2 separate regions of the Sus scrofa genome follow, and region 2 is linked to region 1. Evidence: chromatin contacts called from public HiChIP or PLAC-seq data. All regions are on one chromosome and are shown on one strand. Each heading gives the region's core, a stretch centred on a gene start, on an enhancer-like site or on the middle of the called end of the contact. The rest is flanking DNA. Distances are from core to core; before and after follow the strand shown.

Region 1 (3,866 bases), core at 91-2,590:
AGAGAGGAAAGAGTTGTACTTTGCTGAAATCACTTAAACAAAGTGTCTCTTCCAATTAGGACCTAGAAGAAATATCAGGGTGGCAGCCACTCCCTACTAAAGAATTCCAAGCATTCCCCTGTTCCTCCATCAGGAGGGTGCCAAGCCAGGGCAGTGGCCTGGTCCAGACTCCAATTCACTGGTAATAATTAGTAACAGGCCCAAATCTGGAAATTCAGGGAAACTGGTTTTCCTCAATCTACAGCACAAGTAAGCACTGAATTTAAAAAAAAAAAAAAAAAAAAAAAATTGTTTCTGCATTACTGAGATAAAATTGACATACAAATTATAAGATATTTAAAGTGCACACGATGGTGGTTTTATATATAACTATATAAATGTTGTGAGAGGGTTCCTCCCATCCAGTTACATCCATCACCTCACATGTTTATCTTTTTTTGTGTGTGTAGGAGAACATTTAAGTTCTAAGTGCTGTTTTTCATAAACAGTGATGAGGGCATTTCCTATTTCCCTAGAGTTGGAAGGTCTTATTTCACTGGAAGGTCTTAAAAAGTGCTCTGTGACCCTTCTCAGTTTTCCAAGTGTTGGTATTTTTCACTTCGTGGAGACTTGTTCCTAAAAAGGATGAGCTGCCAAACTAAGGCAGTTGTTGTGGGGGTTTGTTTTGTTTTGTTATTGTCTTTTTAGGGACGCACCCAAGGCCTATGAAGGTTCCCAGGCTAGGGTTGAATCCTATGCCACAGCAATACCAAATCCCACCCCTGACTGCGACCTACGCCACAGCTCATGGCAACACTGGATCCTTAACCCACTGAACGAGGCCAGGGATCGAACCTGTGTCCTCATGGATACTAGTTAGATTCGTTACCCCTGAGCCATGACAGGAACTCCAGTGGTTGTGTTTTGGAAAAGTCACTGTGTTTCTTTGACTCTGTTTCCTGAAAAATTTAAGGAAGCCAAGCCAGTGCCAGAAACATGTGACCTGACCCCACCTCTTCCCCTCCTTTAATGTCCCCTTGACTGGAGGTGGCCAAAGGGGACTTTGGAGGCTCACCCAAACCTTTAGAACAGATTCCCCACCTCCATGCCAGATAGCATTCCCATCTCACACTTACCCCTCCACTTCCCATACATGCACCTCTAACAGGTCCGTCTCAGCATGTGCCATGTACCCGCCAGGGGAAAGAAAATTGGAGCTAAAGCAACAGGTTCCACACACAGCCTGAACTTAGAAGGGAGAGCCGGCCAGGCCAGGCGGCTGGAGCTGGGGGGTGGAGGGAGAGGAAGCGGCGAGGAGGAAGATGGAAGGGAAGTGATGGTGCATGATCATTGAGGACACGTCACTCGCGCTCCCACACGGGCTTCTGTATGTGTGCATGTTGGTGGGGAGGCAGGTCCTGCAAGGGGTCACTCGGGGACTTCCGCGTGGGTTTAGGAAGCACCCGGCCTGTGCTTTGGGGAGCCGGGAGGTTTAGGCGGGGTAATGAGCGCCGCAGAGAGGGCTTGAGGCGCGCCCAGGAAATATGTGTGTCTGGGGGTTAAAATTCACCACCTTTCCCGGGGTGCCGCCAAGTGACCGGTCTGACCTCCTGAAGCTCCGAACCCCCTTCCCTCGGGCCTTTTCCCGGCCTCTCCAGCCCTAACCCTGTCCGGCCTCCCGCCCCAGCCTGCAGCCGAGAAAGCGGGGACAGCGGACTGCGCCGCGCCCGGCAGCCTCTGGGCATGCTCCGTGGCGGGACCCGCTCCGCGCCAGGAGGGCGCGTCCTCCCTCCCCCAGGGCGGCGGCGGCGGCGCCTGCAGCAACTGCCGCCGTTCCCCGGCCTGGCTCACCTTTGGGGGTGGCGGGGCCACCTCGCCCGGTGGGAGCCAAGAGTGCCCCCCAACCCCACCCCGAGCCTTCAGGCCAGCCGAGGAGGGGCTGGCCCGAGAGGTGCGGAGGTGGGAGTGAGACCTCAGAGCTGCCTTCCGTTCCTTAGAAAGTAAAGCTCAGCTTGCTAGCGGAGCTGGGCTCCCCCCAGCCGGCGGGGGCGGGGCGGGGCCGAGTGGGGGTGGTCTCCCAGCCCAGCGCGAGGTGCGAATTTAGTAGCCGCCCACTCTTCTCAGTCCCCGCCCTCAGGGAATTATAATTCTCTGAGAAAGTGTCTGGTTCTCGGAGAATCCTTGGGGGTGGGTGCAGGGGCGCGCCCCGCGCAAAATGGTTAAAACAAAGTCCATGCGCGCCCCGGGGTCCCTCTTACGGAAAGTCTGAGCGTGGGTGGCTGGGCACCCCCTTTGCTGATTTGAGGGTTAGTTACCCGGAGGAAGTCTTGTCGCAGGGGAGGGAATGGGATGAGGGAAGCCTCAGACTCGTGCCGGCTCCTACCCCCCGGCCTCCTTGGGGGGCGCACCTCCAGCCAGGTGGGCGCGGGGCACTGGGCCGGGGCGTTCGCGGCGGGCGGCGGGCGGCTAGAGCTGGCTGGGCCCGGCGGCTCACTCTCTCTGCCTCCTCCCCCCAGGATTACCGAGAGGATGGGATGGATCTAGGCAGTGACGCCGGCAGCAGCAGCAGCAGCAGCCGCGCCAGTTCACAGTCCAACTCCACCAAAGTGACCCCTTGCTCCGAGTGCAAATCCTCGTCGTCGCCGGGGGGCAGCCTGGACTTGGTGTCTGCCCTGGAGGACTATGAGGAGCCCTTCCCGGTCTACCAGAAGAAGGTGATTAATGAGTGGGCGCCGGAGGAGGACGGGGAGGAGAAGGAAGAGGAGGACGAGCGCGACGAGCGAGGATACCGGGATGACCGCTGTCCGGCCCGGGAACCGGGGGACGTGAGCGCCAGGGCCCGCAGCGGCGGCGGGGGCAGAGGCGCCACCACCGCCATGCCACCCCCGTGCCCAATGGCAACCTCCACCCGCACGACCCCCAGGACCTCAGGCACAATGGCAACGTGGTGGTGGCCAGCCGGCCGGGTGGTTCCCGGCCCCCCCGCCGGATGGTCCAGAAGCCTCAGCCGGCTGGGGGCCGACGCGGCGGCCGGAGCCCGGCGGTCGGTGGCCTGTGCCCTCAGCCCACGGACAGCGGGACCTGTGTCCCGGAGGAGCCCCCAGTGCCCCCTATGGACTGGGAGGCGCTGGAGAAGCATCTGGCTGGGTTGCAGTTCCGGGAGCAGGAGGTGCGGAACCAGGGCCAGGCGAGGACCAACTCCACCTGCGTAAGTTGGCCGGGGTGCGTGCTCACGCGCGCACACGCGTACACACCCAGCGCACGGTCCGCACGCGCCCTCCCCGCGCTCCCGCGCTCCTGCGGCCCCATTCATCCTGCCGGGAGGGTGGGGGCCGGGCGGGAGAGCCTGCCTTCTCCGCTGGGGTACGGCTGCTTAGTCTCTGAGCTGTCTGGGTTTTCAGGATAGGCGGAGAGGAGGGAGCGGCAGCCAGAGGGCAGCGGAAAGTCGGGTTAGTGGAACCAGCGACTCATTTTAATGGAATTACTTATGAGACGAGGTTGTGAGTCACTGGCCTGAAAATAAATCAGGGAAAACTCTGGCACCGAAGCGGGTGCCCCGCGGGTGATATTTCAAGTCGTAATAGTTGTGGCTTTGTCAACAGTGGTGGGTCTCCCACCGTTGCCACTAACGTCTCGCCCATATATAGGATATCCCTGCGCACAAGCACGCATTCTCCTGCCCACACCTCCGGTGAGGCAGGAGGGACTGTTCCCTCTTGCTTTTAAGCGGATGCTCCTGAATTTGAATGGATCGATCACCCTCCACCAAGACTTTTTCCGTTTCTGAAACTTGACCTACTGTTGACCTGAGGGTAGGATGAATTGACCTGCTAGGGTGAAGGAGTGATTCTTTCTTCTGCCCGCTGATTTCACTCCCTCTCCTGTGA
Region 2 (4,168 bases), core at 218-2,717, 270 kb after region 1:
TTCTCAAATCTTCCCTCCCTGCATGCAACTACTGACAACCAGAAACCAAGGACAGGCAGTAATTACATGGAGGAAAGAAAAGACTGGAAAATAAAGATGAGAACAACACAGCAGCTAGGAGCAAGCAGCTTTTTTTTCTTTTTTTGAGTGTCCACAATGTGCCAGGTTCTGTACCTGTACTTTCTCATTTACACATATTCACTCACTTATATCTACTTGTTTTGCATATTTATATTTTTTATGTACATTTATGTAAGAACTTTACATGGACTTACACATTAACTCTTACTTCCTAATGAGGTAAGCTGAGGTCAGCAAATTTACTTCTGCAACTCCCACCCCACCCCCCAATCCTACTCCACTAATTCCCACCCAGGAGGTCTGAAGCTAAGATTTCAACCTGGGCAGCCTGGCCCCAAATTGCACCCTTAACCATGTTGTTACTTGCAAAGATGTTCCTTGTGACTTCAGCAGTTCAACACCCAGGAGGTGGTGACTGATCGGATGTGGAGGCAGAGGGGGAGCTGGAGGTAGGCTCCTCCATGAGAGGGTGCCTGAGTGGAGGGCAAGGCATGCACTGGGGAGAAGCGGGTGCTGAGAAATCAAGGTGATAAGACACAGCCTTGGTCCGTGCAGTGGTTCTCAACCTTGGTTACATGCTGCTATCACCTAGGGAGCTTTCTAAACACAGCCATGCCGGGAACTCTGCCCTCCCTTAGAGATTCTAATTTAACTGGGCTGGGGTGGGACCTGAACAGCAGTATTTTTTTTAAAGGTCCCCAGATAACTGCAATGTACACCCAGGGTTGAAAACAGCTGGACTAGAATCAACTCATTTTAATCACTCCCCCATTTTTCAAGCTGTACCCCAGATGATTACCACTCCTTCCTCCAAGCCCTTATAAATGCCACCTCTCCCACAAAAAAAAAAAAAAAAAAAAAAAAAAAAAAAAAAAAAAAAGGAAAGAAAAAAGGAGTCCCCTGGCAGCCAAGCAGTTAAGGATTCAGCATTGTCACTGCTGTGGCTCAGGTTTGATCCCCAGGGCAGGAATTCCCAAATGCCATGGGTGTGGCCAAAAAAAAAAAAAAAGATGCCATCCCATTGGCTAGAAATTCCTTCCCGAGACCGAATCTCCAGAGCTCCTAAGTAGCCATCAAGAGCCAGCCCAACCTGTCACTTCTGCCGGCAGTCTCCCTCTACTCCACCATGATCCATCCTCTCCCATTTACGCCACTGCCAAACAGTGGCTGCTTGTTTAGCTGTTGGTCTGTGAGCCCCTGAGGGCTGAGGCCATGTCTCATTACCTTGATTTCCCAGCATCCACCCTTACAGACATGCTCAATGAATGAATGAATGGGTGAATGAATGGATAGTTTGCCCAGCTTTAAAAAAACCAAGGAGTCCCCATCATGGTCCCTCTTTATTCTGCCAGTTCCCTCTGCCAGTCTGGGGCCTCTGCTGGGGTATAATTCTGCAGGGACCAGCCCCAAGTGAGGCACCTTCTGCCCAGATCCCTGGGAGATAGAGCCTGGGGCCATCCCTTCAATTCATCTTCCCTCTGTTTCTGGTCTTAGGACTCCTGATTCTATCTCTGTCTCCCTGCCCTGCAAGTCCCCTCAAGCCCCCAGGACCATCTTTCTGCCTCACAGTACAAATTTGAGAACCAATAAATTATTGGTGAAGAGTGACAAGCCCAAAGCCTCACACACAGTAGTCATTTAATAGGTGGTAGCTATTTTTATTAATAGGTCACATGCATTCCTAAACTCCTGGGACAGGCCAGACCAAGCCTGCGATGACAAGTGCCTTCCCATATTTGTTCAGGTGAGGGCTCTGGCAGCAGGATCCCTACTCCAGGAAGCCAGCACACAAACAATCCTCGACTCTGAGTTTCTCTTTTCCTGTTTTCTCATTCTGATGGGTGCCACCTTCACCACACCCAGCTGTCCTTTATAATGCAACCTAGATGCAGACAAAATCCATAGTCCCCTCCTTGAATCCCTTTCATTCAACTAGAAAAAGTTAAACTTAAAAAAAAAAAAAAAAAAAAAAGAAACCTTTGCTTTAAAAACAAGTAAAAGGGGGAGTTCCGTTATGGCTCAGCAATAACAAACCTGACTGGTACCCATGAGATGCAGATTTGGGTTCGATCCCTGACCATGCTCAGTGGGTTAAGCATCTGGCATTGCTGTGAGCCATGGTGTAGGTCGCAGACGTGGCTCAGATCCCGCGTTGCTGTGGCTGTGGTGTAGGCCAGCGGCTACAGCTCCAATTCAACCCCTAGCCTAGGAACCCCCATATGCCACGAGTGCCTCCACAGGCCCAGCATAATATTTGGGAAACAGAGCCCTGGACACAAACATGTCTGAGCTTAAGTTTTTCAAGAAAATACATGGAATTTTTTGGGGTTACCTGAGTTTTTTTCTCCTGGAGTAACTTTTTTTTCTGTAACAGCTTTATTGAGGTCTAGTTCACCACATACTACACAACCCACTCATTTAAAGTGTACAGCTTTGTATATTCACAGAGATGTACACCCATTACAACAATCAGTTTTACATTTTCATCACCTCCCCAAAAACTCTGTATCTTTCAACTATCACTCCCAACCTGCCCGTTCTGCCCAGGCCTCGATAACCAATCATCTATTTTCTGCTTCAATAGATTTGCCTGTTCTGGACGTTTCATATAAAGGGAATGGCATAGTATGTGAGCTTTGGTAGCTGGCTTTTCTCAATGAGCATGTTTTCAAGGTTCAGCTATGTTGTAGCATGTATCAGCACTTCATTCTTTTTTATGGCTGAATTATATTCCATTATGGTCTCTTTTTTAAATTTTTTTAATTTTTTTTGTCTTTTTAGGGCCGCACTTGTGGCATATGGAGGTTCCCAGGCTAGGGGTCAAATGAGAGCTATAGCTGCCGGTATACACTACAGCCACAGCCACGCCAGATCTGAGCCTCATCTGTGACCTATGCCACAGCTCACCGCAATGCCAAATCCTTACCCAAGAGAGGCCAGGGACTGAACCTGCGTCCCCATGGGTGCTAGTCAGATTCCTTTCCAATGAGCCACGACAGGAACTCCACCATTGTGGTCTTATGTAGTGAATTGTGTCCCCTCCATGATTCGTGTTGAAGTCCTAACCCACTGTACTTAGAATGTGACATTATTTGGAAATAGACTAGTCTTCATGGCAGTAGTTACCTCAAGTAAAATAAGGTCATTAGGATGGGCCCCAATCCAGGATGACTAATGTCCTTACAAAAAGGGGAAATTCAGACACAGAGACCCCTCACAAGGAGAACATTATGTGATCATGAAGATGGCTATTTACAAATCAAGGAAAGAGATCCAGAACTGATCCTTCTCTCATAGGTCCTCAGAAGGGAGACAACACTTTTCTGTTGGTTAAGCCCTCCAGGCTATGGCACTTTGTTATAGATAGCAATCCTAGCAAACTAATATAAACAAGCACACCACATACTGTTTATGCTTTTAAAACTTCATGGACACAGGGGTTTTTCCAAAGTCTAACGATCATGAAAAATGCTGCCGTGGGAGTTCCCGCTGTGGCTCAATGTGTTATGAACCTGGCTAATATCCATGAGGACTCAGGTTCAATCCTTGTCCTCGCTCAGTGGGTTAAAGATCCAGCGTTTCCATGAGTTGTGAAGGTCGCAGACATGACTTGGATCCTGCATTGCTATGGCTGTGGTGTAGGCTGGCAGCTGCGGCTCCAATTCCCGAGCCTAGGAACTTCCATGTGCCATGAGTGTGGCCCTAAAAAGCCAAAAAAAAAAAAAAAAAAAAACCCAAACAAACAAAAAAAAACAAAGCTGCTGTGAACATTTGTGCACAAGTTCTTATGCAGAGATACAATTCCATTTCTCTTGGGTATACACAGAAGAGAAAAATTTCTAGGTCAAATGGTTAAGTATGTTTAACTATTTGAAGACAATCAAATGGTTTCCCCAGGTGGTTGTGCTGATCTACACTCCCAGCAGCAGTGTAGGAGGATTCCAATTTCTCTACATCCTTGGCAACACTTGCTATGATCTTTTTCATCACAGCCATCCTAGTGGGTATGAGGTGGTATCTTGCTGTGGATTTTTGATCTGTATTTCCCTGAAATAATACAGGGCATCTTTCATGTGCTTATTGGCCA

The links. HiChIP or PLAC-seq counts read pairs in DNA pulled down with a chosen protein or histone mark.
Region 2: a contact with region 1 is called in an H3K27ac HiChIP or PLAC-seq map of skeletal muscle, with 2.5 times the contacts expected there. The contact joins two enhancer-like sites. A contact is called at or near these places in 1 of 47 Hi-C or Micro-C datasets (embryonic fibroblasts) and 1 of 2 datasets of contacts at active chromatin or transcription factors (skeletal muscle).

The regions. Positions count from the first base shown.
Region 1 is chr13:99,500,746-99,504,611 of Sscrofa11.1, forward strand. It overlaps LOC100514494 (schwannomin-interacting protein 1), which reads left to right. Exons shown (of 12, transcript XM_021069725.1): 5 at 2,496-2,865; 6 at 2,868-3,187. Among named protein-coding and RNA genes, the nearest start is that of IL12A, 230 kb to the right of the region's middle. Within about 2 kb of position 1,341, at least 63 of the 83 cell types and tissues checked have an H3K27ac peak or open chromatin away from gene starts, as enhancers often do. A contact at or near this core is called in skeletal muscle, where this site is marked.
Region 2 is chr13:99,768,449-99,772,616 of Sscrofa11.1, forward strand. All of the region lies in intron 3 of LOC100514323 (NACHT, LRR and PYD domains-containing protein 1a-like), which reads right to left. Among named protein-coding and RNA genes, the nearest start is that of IL12A, 37 kb to the left of the region's middle. Within about 2 kb of position 1,468, at least 10 of the 83 cell types and tissues checked have an H3K27ac peak or open chromatin away from gene starts, as enhancers often do. A contact at or near this core is called in skeletal muscle, where this site is marked.